Regions from separate parts of the Sus scrofa genome. Here region 1 is linked to region 2. Evidence: chromatin contacts called from public HiChIP or PLAC-seq data. All regions are on one chromosome and are shown on one strand. Each heading gives the region's core, a stretch centred on a gene start, on an enhancer-like site or on the middle of the called end of the contact. The rest is flanking DNA. Distances are from core to core; before and after follow the strand shown. Region 1 holds the start of ZCCHC11 (terminal uridylyltransferase 4). Region 2 has its middle 24 kb from the start of SELRC1.

Region 1 (4,349 bases), core at 1,323-3,822, 120 kb after region 2:
CTCACATTCAGTAAAGGGGGGTTATCAGGATAATTTAATAAAGGCGGTAAAAGTTGAGCTGGATCTTGAGGAATAGGAAAGGTGATAGAAGAGAGTTATCTGGAAGGGATAGGTGTAGAAAGGCACTGGGATTCTCAGTTTGGCACCAGCCTTTGTTTTCAGACTCATTATCTTCTGCACACTCCAGACAAAAGGATATTCTCAGAATCACAAACCAGTGTCCTACACATAGCCGGCAAGCCTTCAAGGTTCAGCTTCTACCTCTTCCATTATAGCCTCACCCAAGTAGAATTTATCATGTTCTCTGCTTTATTAGCCCAGCTCATTGTTCATATAACTTATTGCTTTGATAAAATGACTTTCCTTGCTCAATGGTAAACTTTTTTGGAGACAGCAATCTGGTTTGTCTTTGTAACTCTAACTCAATGCTTTGCTCTTATTAAGTAAGGGGGAAATTTTGTTCAATTGAACTTGCTTCAAGGATACAGATATCCTTCACTAAAAAGGACGTGTTAGTATCATCTTAATGTTTCTACAGGCTCTAAATTTGGGACCTGCTAGTTTTCTTACATCATCTCTGTGGAGTAGGTATTTTGTTGTTAAAAACTTAAAAATTTAAACTCAGAGGGTATATTTGGTCAACGTCATCCAGCTGATAAGTGCTGAAGCCTGGTAGGGCTCTTTTGGTTTGAAATCTACTACTCTATGCGCTTCACTGGAGCCCTCTGGCATGAGACATGGTATGGGTAAAATGTACTTATTCTCAGGGTTTGTTTAAAAATAGGAGCAATAGCATGGACCTCATGGGATTGTTAATGAGGATTAAATGCTGAAATATGTGCAATCTCTTACTCAGTGACTAACACTTAGTGGGCAATGTATAAACCCTTCTCATTAAGCTTCAGTTTCATCTAAACAAATAGATCAATGAGAAGTATTCACTTCTGAGGTGCAAAGTAGATGGACTCTGCAGAGAGGGAAGGCCCTTTCTGTAAACTTTTATAGCTCACAGCCTCTGAGTTACATCATGAGAAATTTTATAAAGCAGAATCTTGTAAATACTCAAGATTCTGCATCTTCTCTCATATCCACCGCATCATATCCTTTTCCTGCCTTAGCATGTGTCAAATGCAGTTGGACTGTAGTTGTGTGATTTGTCTAGCTTTGAGGTTAGAGGTTGGGTGAATAATCTTCAAGGCTGGGGCCTTAAAAAAAATACCAAAAAAAAAAACCCCAAAAACTTAAGTCCATTCGGATCGCGACTTTAAATAAGTATGCTGAGGAACCTACATTAAAAGCAGGAGAGGAAGGAGGCTGATGGTTGGCAGCTGATTCCAAACCCATGTGAAACTAAATAAATGACTTCTAAAATCTTTTCTCTGGGGGGTTGGGGGGATGCTCCAGATATTTCTCCAGACCTCCTTTACTCCATTTTAAAAGAAATTGTCTGGTGCGTTCCTATTGCGCTGCGGTGGAAACAAATTCCACTAGGAATCCTGAGGTTGCGGGTTCCATCCCTGGCCTTGCTGAGTGGGTTAAGGATCCAGCGTTGCTGTAAGCTGTGGTGTAGGTCGCAGACAGCTGGGATCTGGCCGTGGCTGTGGTGTAGGCCTGCAACTGTAGCTCAGATTTGACTCCTAGCCCGGGAACCTCCACGTGCTGCCCTAAAAAGCAAAATAAAGTAAAATAAATTGCTTGCATCTTGAAAGAAGATGATTCCAGCTTTGGGGGGCTGACAGCATAGGCGGGGTCAGGAAAGGGTGGGAACGACCCCGGGGCTTCCTCTGTCCACCTACTCTCTCAGGTGTTTAGAAGCCCACACTAACCGCCGAGGGTCCGGGTGCCATGCCCGTGGGCCAGGCCGGAGGGTGCACGTCCCAAACCGGTCTTCCTTCCTGGGGGCGGGGGAGGCTTTCGGCCCCTCTTCCCGCTTGGGGGTCCTCCGCAGGGAGGTCCGCAGGCCCATGAATAGATCTGAGAGGCGCGGCTATGCCCGCAACCCCCGCCTCCTCAGGCCTCTCCGAGCTCCCCAGGGGGCTCCCGGACCGGGGCCCGACGCTGCGACCCTCGCTCGGTGGCCCCGCCCCTCCCCGCGAGCCCGAGCGGCCTCCGACCCTCCCCCAACGCTAGAGGGCCCCGCCCCCTCCTCGCGGGCTAACGAGTGTCCTCGCGCGCTCGCCCCTTCCCTCAGCGTGGCTGTGAGTGCGCTGTCCTCCCACGTCGGCCCCCTCCCGTTGTTTCTCGCCGCCACCTCTAGCCCCCGAACGTAGCCCCGCCCCCACTGGTGTTTACTGTCCCCCGCCCCGGTTCAGCCAGTGCCCTGGGGCCCCCAGAACGAAGGGAGGGGGCACCCCTAAAGCCTTCCCTCGGCGCTTCCTCTCTGGGGTCTCCGGGGCATCTATCGCCTACCCTCGCCCGGGTCAGGACTCCATTCAGGGTTCTGTCCCTCTCTCCCCTCCCCCTCTCCTCGGCTCCCCCCACCTTCTCCCTCGGCCCCCTCCCCTCAGCAGGTCCTCCTCTTTCTCTCCCCCTCTCTCCTCCCCCTCCCCATCCCTTCCCCCCCACAATGCAGTTCGCGGCGCGGCGGACATGGCGGTGGAGTCCTGAGCTCGTCGTGTCCCGGCCTCCAGCGGCGACGGCAGTGACGGCGGCAGCGGGAGGCGGAGGGGGAGCGGGAGCCACTGAGATGAGGAGGCGCCGCGCGCGCCTGTAGCTCGCGGGCCTCGCAGGTACGGAGGTTCTGGCCGCGGCGCAGCCGCCGGCGCCGAGGGGGTGTGCTCTGGGCAGGCCGGGCGGCCCCCTGTTCGCCCTCCTCAGGTGCCGCGCCTCGCAGGTGTCAGGGGCCCGGCCCGAGCGCGTGTCAGCCGCCCCCTTGGGGCCTGACACTTCTTTCTTTACGGGAATGGGCTTCGCGTGTCCCAGGGGAAGGCAGAGATGAGGGAAGTAGGGGCGGCGGCCTGGGCGGCCTGAGGTGGGCATCGGGGCGCGTAGGGGCCGAACTCCACAGTGAGGCTGGGGCTCTCGGCCGCGGGCCGAAACCTGTGGACCCGGGCGGCGGATTTGGAGTTAACGGGATAGCAGTGAGCATTTTCTGGGTGCGATAGGATTCCCTGCCATGTGTGCCTTTTTTTCACCCCTGCTTAGACATAGATATACGTATGTAATGTATAAATACACACACGCAAATAATACATAATAAACACTTATTCCGGGCCCGCCCTTGTCGGGTGGAGAGAAGGCCGAGGTGTCTGGTGAGAGGGTTTCCTTTCTTGGTCGCCCGCCTTCTCTCTCCCTTGCCCCCCAGTCGAAGGGTGGTAATGAACGCTTTTGACGTGGGAAACTGTGAGATTGGTATTTGTAAACATACAGCACTCGCGGAGTGTATTGTACGCCTCCGCGAGAGGTTTCAGGTCCTTTTGGTATCGTGATTGCAAAAGAATGAGATATTTAGACCTGAAAGAAGCACAGCATCGGGGTTTCTAGCCGTACCTGAATGGGATGAATTACTGCTATTTTAACAACGTTGATTAAACACCTTCTTTTTAAAAGATTATCAAATCTTTAATTAGATGAATTTTGTACCTTGCGCGAGATTTTAGTTTCGGTGTACCATGTATCTTCGCTTTGATATATTTTTGGTACAAAAGTAGTTCCTTACACATTTGACATTCGACCCTTTTTGTAATCGCTTTAGTGTTCAGAAATGCAGTTCGAATTGTGTGTTTTTGGCATGCATTTAGTAATTAGCTGGAGTGGATCAGATTACCTTTTGTTTCCAAAGATCGCCCCCCCCCCCCAGTCTTGTAGTAGCGAAATGTGTAACACTTGGTGAAACAGAACATATCCTGTTTTCTGTTTTTCAATTAATGAGAACTATTAGCTAATAAAACCGGATAATCCCAACTGGATATGATAATTTCGAGAGAATGCCATATCAAGGTGGTGAATTGTAGGATGTTTCAAAAAAAGTTTTTCTTTTTTATTGTTACTATCAGTCAGCATGTTCTGTATATGAGTAAAATGTACGCTGAAATTTTCTTTAGGCTCAGAACTCTTATATGTCTCCTTAAAATTGTTGCACTAAATTGCATCCTAGTACTGCTTACTCACAACTTAAAAATTATTACATATTCTTTTAGAAAACCGTGCTTAAATAATTAATGGATTCACTAGTGTCTAGCGTACCGTGATCCTTTTATAAACAAATTGTAAAGAGTGCTTCTTAAAAACCATTTACTTTGGGGAAGATAAGAAATTTAAGTTGTTTTATGCTTTAAAAAGATGATATAATACAAACAAAAGATAATACAAAAGATAATACAAACAAAAGAAAGTTGCTTTAAAAAAAA
Region 2 (4,595 bases), core at 217-2,716:
AAGGTGTTTTGAAACAATGAAAGAAGAACCTAACACCCTGGCACCCTAAAATACATTTCACTATAACTTAATGCCAACAAACCAATATTAATATCCACATGACTAAAAATCACAAGCCCAAGTGTGCCACATTTTTTTTTCTTGGAATACTAAGAATATCTTGAGGAGTTCCCGTTGTGGTACAGTGGAAATGAATCCGACTAGGAACCATGAGGTTTCGGATTCAATCCCTGGCCTTGCTCAGTGGGTTAAGGATCCAGTGTTGCTGTGAGCTGTGGTGTAGGTTGCAGATGTGGCTCAGATCTGGCATTGCTGTGGCTCTGGTGTAAGCCAATGGCTACAGCTCTGATTAGACCCCTAGCCTGGGAACCTCCATATGCCGCGGGGTGTGGCCCTAAAAAGCAAAAAAAAAAAAAAGGGAATGTCTTGAAATTCTAAGAACTAATGGTTTTTGCTCACCGTTGTAATTACTTATTTTCATCTTTGTCTCCCCAGTTAATCTATGAGGTTTGAAAGACAGGCACCAAGAATTCTATCCTCTTTGAAATCCTGCAAAGACTTCTTGTCCCTTATAACAGTAAGGAAGTTGGGGGTAAAGGTGTGAGTGTAGCAAAAGCTGGGCACCCCATGAGGCATCTCCATTCAGTACCTCTGTAATTCATTATTCACTCAACCAACACTGAGAGTCCCCTGTTGCCTGGCCCTAGATTGGGCACTGGACACATAGCTGAATCTGTCAGGTTGCCTGTCATTTCTGAGTTCACAGTCTTTTTTTTTTTTTTTGCTTTTTAGGGCTGCACTTGCAGCATATGGAAGTTCCCAGGCCAGGGGTCTAATCTGAGCTACAGCTGCTGGCTTACATCACAGCCATAGCAATGCCAGGTCAGAGCCAAGTCTGCAACCTACACGGCAGCTCATGGCGACACCTGCTCCTCAACCCAAGGAGCAAGGCCAGGGATCGGACTTGCGTCCTCATAGATTCTCGTTGGGTTCATTAGCAGTGAGCTACAATAGGAACTCCATGAGCTCACAGTCTAAATAGTGATCATTTCCCGAGCATCTACCGTGTGGCAGAAGCTCTAATTCTCTCAACACCCTTCTAAGGCAGTTTTTATTCTCACTCTTTTTCAGACCTACTGAAGCCCAGATAGGGCGGCTTGTAAAGAGACATAGACCCAGCAAGTAGTACAGCTGGGATTAAAATTTAGTTCTGCCTGCTCCTAATCCCTCTTTCCTCTGTCTAAGGCTGCCTGTCATCCAGATGTTGAAGATTCTTTGCAGTCTCTGGGAGATTCCCCAAATAGCACCCAAAGCCCTTCTGGGCACCCAGCAGATGCTTGTGAACATAGTTGAATGGCTGAGGTCAGCTTCAGGAGGACGTGTCTCCCGGCAGCACACGCTGTGCTCCAGGGTTCTCTCCAGCCTGGGCTGTGTGCAGGGCCCAGAACATGCTGAGGTCAGAGCTCACTGCGCACATGACCAGCTGAACTGCCTGGGCTGGGGCTCCCTGAGGGAACTTGAAACCCGGCTGGGTTCCATCAGCTCCAAGAATAGCAGCAGCTGACCCTACTCTCCCTGAGCCGGTGCGCTCCGATCAGGTTCCAGGAGGCCCCGGCAGGCTCTGGCTGTCAGTGGCAGCAAGCTTTGACCTTGAAGCTGCTCTGGGGTAGGGTAATAACAGCCACCTTTATTAAGGGCCTATCGTGTGCGTAGCCCCTCCTAGAGGAGGGAAGTTCCTTGGAGGGAGGTTTAGGGCGTATGGAGCCCATTTTACAGATGAGGAAATTGGGGCTCAGAGAGAGAGAACTTGCCTAAGGTTGCAGTGAATATGAACAGAGCAGGACTTGAGCCTGGTATGCCTTTGCCAGTGACCTTGCTTCTGTGAGAATGGTACTCTGGAGACCTCAGAAGAGTCTTGGGCAGAGGCGACAAGTGACATCAGCTTTCAAAGAATTGTTATTCCTGCAAAGTGGGGCCCATGTGCTTAGAAACGCAGGATTTGAGAGCCAGCAGAGATCCCCATTCACTAGAGCCTATTTCCTCATCTGTAAAATGAGAATCACACACACACACAGCAGGTGAATAAGCATAAGCATAGACTTTGGAGCCAGGCAGGATTAGAATCCTGGCTCTGGTGTTTCCTAATGATAAGACCTTGGACAAACCACACCCCGGCCTCTCTGAGCCTGTTTCCTCAGTCATCTGTTCCACACATAGCTTCTGAGCACCTACTGTGTGCCAGACATTGTTCTAGCAACTGGGATACATCCGTGAAAAAGAAGGCAAAGAATCATAAAATTTTAAAAAGAAAAAAGCAGACAAAAATCACTACCTGTCAAGTTTGTGTTTAGAGTTCTAGAAAAATACCTTATAGGATTGTCATGGGGGTTAAAAGGAGGAATATACAGTGGGTCATATATCTGGTAATATAATGCTGTCTGGAATATCAGTAGTCAGTTTAATGATATGATTATTCTAGTGTGAACTTGCCCGGTCAGTATTCAGTGAAAAAATATTTCATGTGATACTGAATTCAACCATTTCATTTAATAGGTAAAGAAACTGACACCAGAGAGCATGTGGAATGCCTCCGGTTGTCTAGCAAGGCAGTGGTAAGTTCCCAGTTCCTAGTCAGATGTTTGTACCACCATCTACTAAACCAGAGGGCTGTCTGACAGAGGGAGCCAAGGAGGGAGGGGAGAGACGGCATCTTTCAGCCAGTGAGGTTCAAGGTCCGTTCAAATCTTGGTAGACTCCAGACCCAAGTGGGCTCTAACCCTCTTGGTACCAAATGCTTCCTGTATTTCTCAGGTGTGCCAGGAGCTTCCCAGGCTCCATAAGGACACATGATAGGATGGGCTGTGGGGTGGGGGGCATGGGGGGCATGAAGAGCTGAAGATGCAGGGCGCTGTTCCAGGGAGGCTTCATGGACGTGCCACCTATGTATTTGCACAGGGCCCCATACTCAGGTTAATGCTCTGCTATTACTGCCTTCAAATTCTTTTTTTTTTTTTTTTTTGTCTTTTTAGGTCCGCACCTGCGGCACATGAAAGTTCCCAGGCCAGGGGTCAATTCGGAGCTGCAGCTGCTAGCCTATACCACAGCCACAGCAACACCAGATCTGAGCTGCATCTGCGACCTACACCACAGCTCATAGCAACACCGGATCCTTAACCCACTGAGCGAGGCCAGGGATGGAACCCGCAACCTCACAGTTCCTAGTCGGATTCATTTCCACTCTGCCACAACGGGAACTCCACTGTCTTGAAATTCTTAATTTTTGAACAAGGGGCCTTGCATTTTCACTTTCATTCCATGATACTCCACACAGTTTGTAGTTCATTTGTATAGGTGCTGTGCTCTGGGGTGGGAGGCAGTCACCCCTAACCTGCAGTGGCCCTGGGACTTGTCAGAGACGTGTCAATCCTCTGGGCCAATGGCTGAGTCACCAGCAGAACAAGAAGCCAGGCCAAGTCTCACCATAACAGGTCTGACCTGTGACTGCGAATCTCTTAAGAGGCTGTAACCAGGCAAAGGAAAGACCAGCTCTAAGGAGGTTCTAGGGGTAGAATAGGAAACCACAGAGAAGGGGCATGACCTGAGGGACATTTCCGATCAGTGTGAGAAAGGCTTTTCTCATAGTCAAAATGTAACCCTAATATGTAAGATATACCTCAATAAAATTGTTAAAATATAATCATAATACTGGCAGTTAACATTCGCTAGGTGTTTACATAAATATGCAAGGAATTGTGCTGAGCACCTCACTGAAAATATAGAGGCTGGAGTTGCTGCTGTGGCTCAACGGGATTGGCAGCATCTATGCAGCACCAGGACTCAGGTTCAATCCCTGGCCTGGCACAGTGTGTTAAAGGATCAGGTGTTGTTACAGCTGCATCGGCATAAGTTGCAACTGCAGCTCAGATATAGAACTCCATATGCTGTGGGCGGCCAGAAAAGAAGAGAAAATATAGAGGATAGCAGAGTGGTCACGAATACAGGCTCTAGAGCCATACAGCCTAGGTTCAATCCTGGCTCCACCACTTATTGGCTGTGTGACTTGGGGCAAGTTGGTTGACCTCTCTGTGCCTCCCTGTCATCATTTGGAAAATGGTGATAAGAATGGTACTTATTTCCTGACATTATTGTTATTAAATAAATTTACATGTAGAAAACACTCGAACAGTGTTTGACATATACTTGTATCTAAGTGTTTGTTAGTTATTGTTCTAGTTAATTCTCAAGACAGTCCTATATAATATAGGTATTATTTAGCACTATTCTCATTTAAATAGATATGTAAAATGAGCCTTAGGAAAGATCTGTAGCTTGTTAACCAGTGTTGGTAAGTTGGAGCTAGGATTTGGTCAGTAATCAAGGAAGTTTCAACTTCCACCTTAGGAGTTAGGTCAGGCTTCACGACCATTAGCCCACTGCTTAGACCAGAGTAGGTATCTAGTTGGTTTTTATTAAATTAATCAATCAATTATTATTCTTTTCATTTCTGAGATATTAAGCCTCTGGGAAATGTGTGCTTTGCTGGAAGAGGATTAAGGAACCCAGTTGTCTTAGATTTCTTAACCAGTCCTTGGCCT

The links. HiChIP or PLAC-seq counts read pairs in DNA pulled down with a chosen protein or histone mark.
Region 1: an H3K27ac HiChIP or PLAC-seq map of skeletal muscle shows a contact between it and region 2. The contact joins the promoter of ZCCHC11 here to the enhancer-like site in region 2. A contact is called at or near these places in 2 of 5 promoter capture datasets (fetal skeletal muscle and liver), 15 of 47 Hi-C or Micro-C datasets (alveolar macrophages, brain, embryonic fibroblasts and 10 more) and 1 of 2 datasets of contacts at active chromatin or transcription factors (skeletal muscle).

The regions. Positions count from the first base shown.
Region 1 is chr6:159,653,476-159,657,824 of Sscrofa11.1, forward strand. ZCCHC11 (terminal uridylyltransferase 4) reads left to right here and starts at 2,573. Exons shown (of 29, transcript XM_021096643.1): 1 at 2,573-2,729.
Region 2 is chr6:159,533,510-159,538,104 of Sscrofa11.1, forward strand. No RefSeq gene overlaps it. Among named protein-coding and RNA genes, the nearest start is that of SELRC1, 24 kb to the left of the region's middle. Within about 2 kb of position 1,467, at least 23 of the 83 cell types and tissues checked have an H3K27ac peak or open chromatin away from gene starts, as enhancers often do. A contact at or near this core is called in fetal liver, fetal skeletal muscle and skeletal muscle, where this site is marked.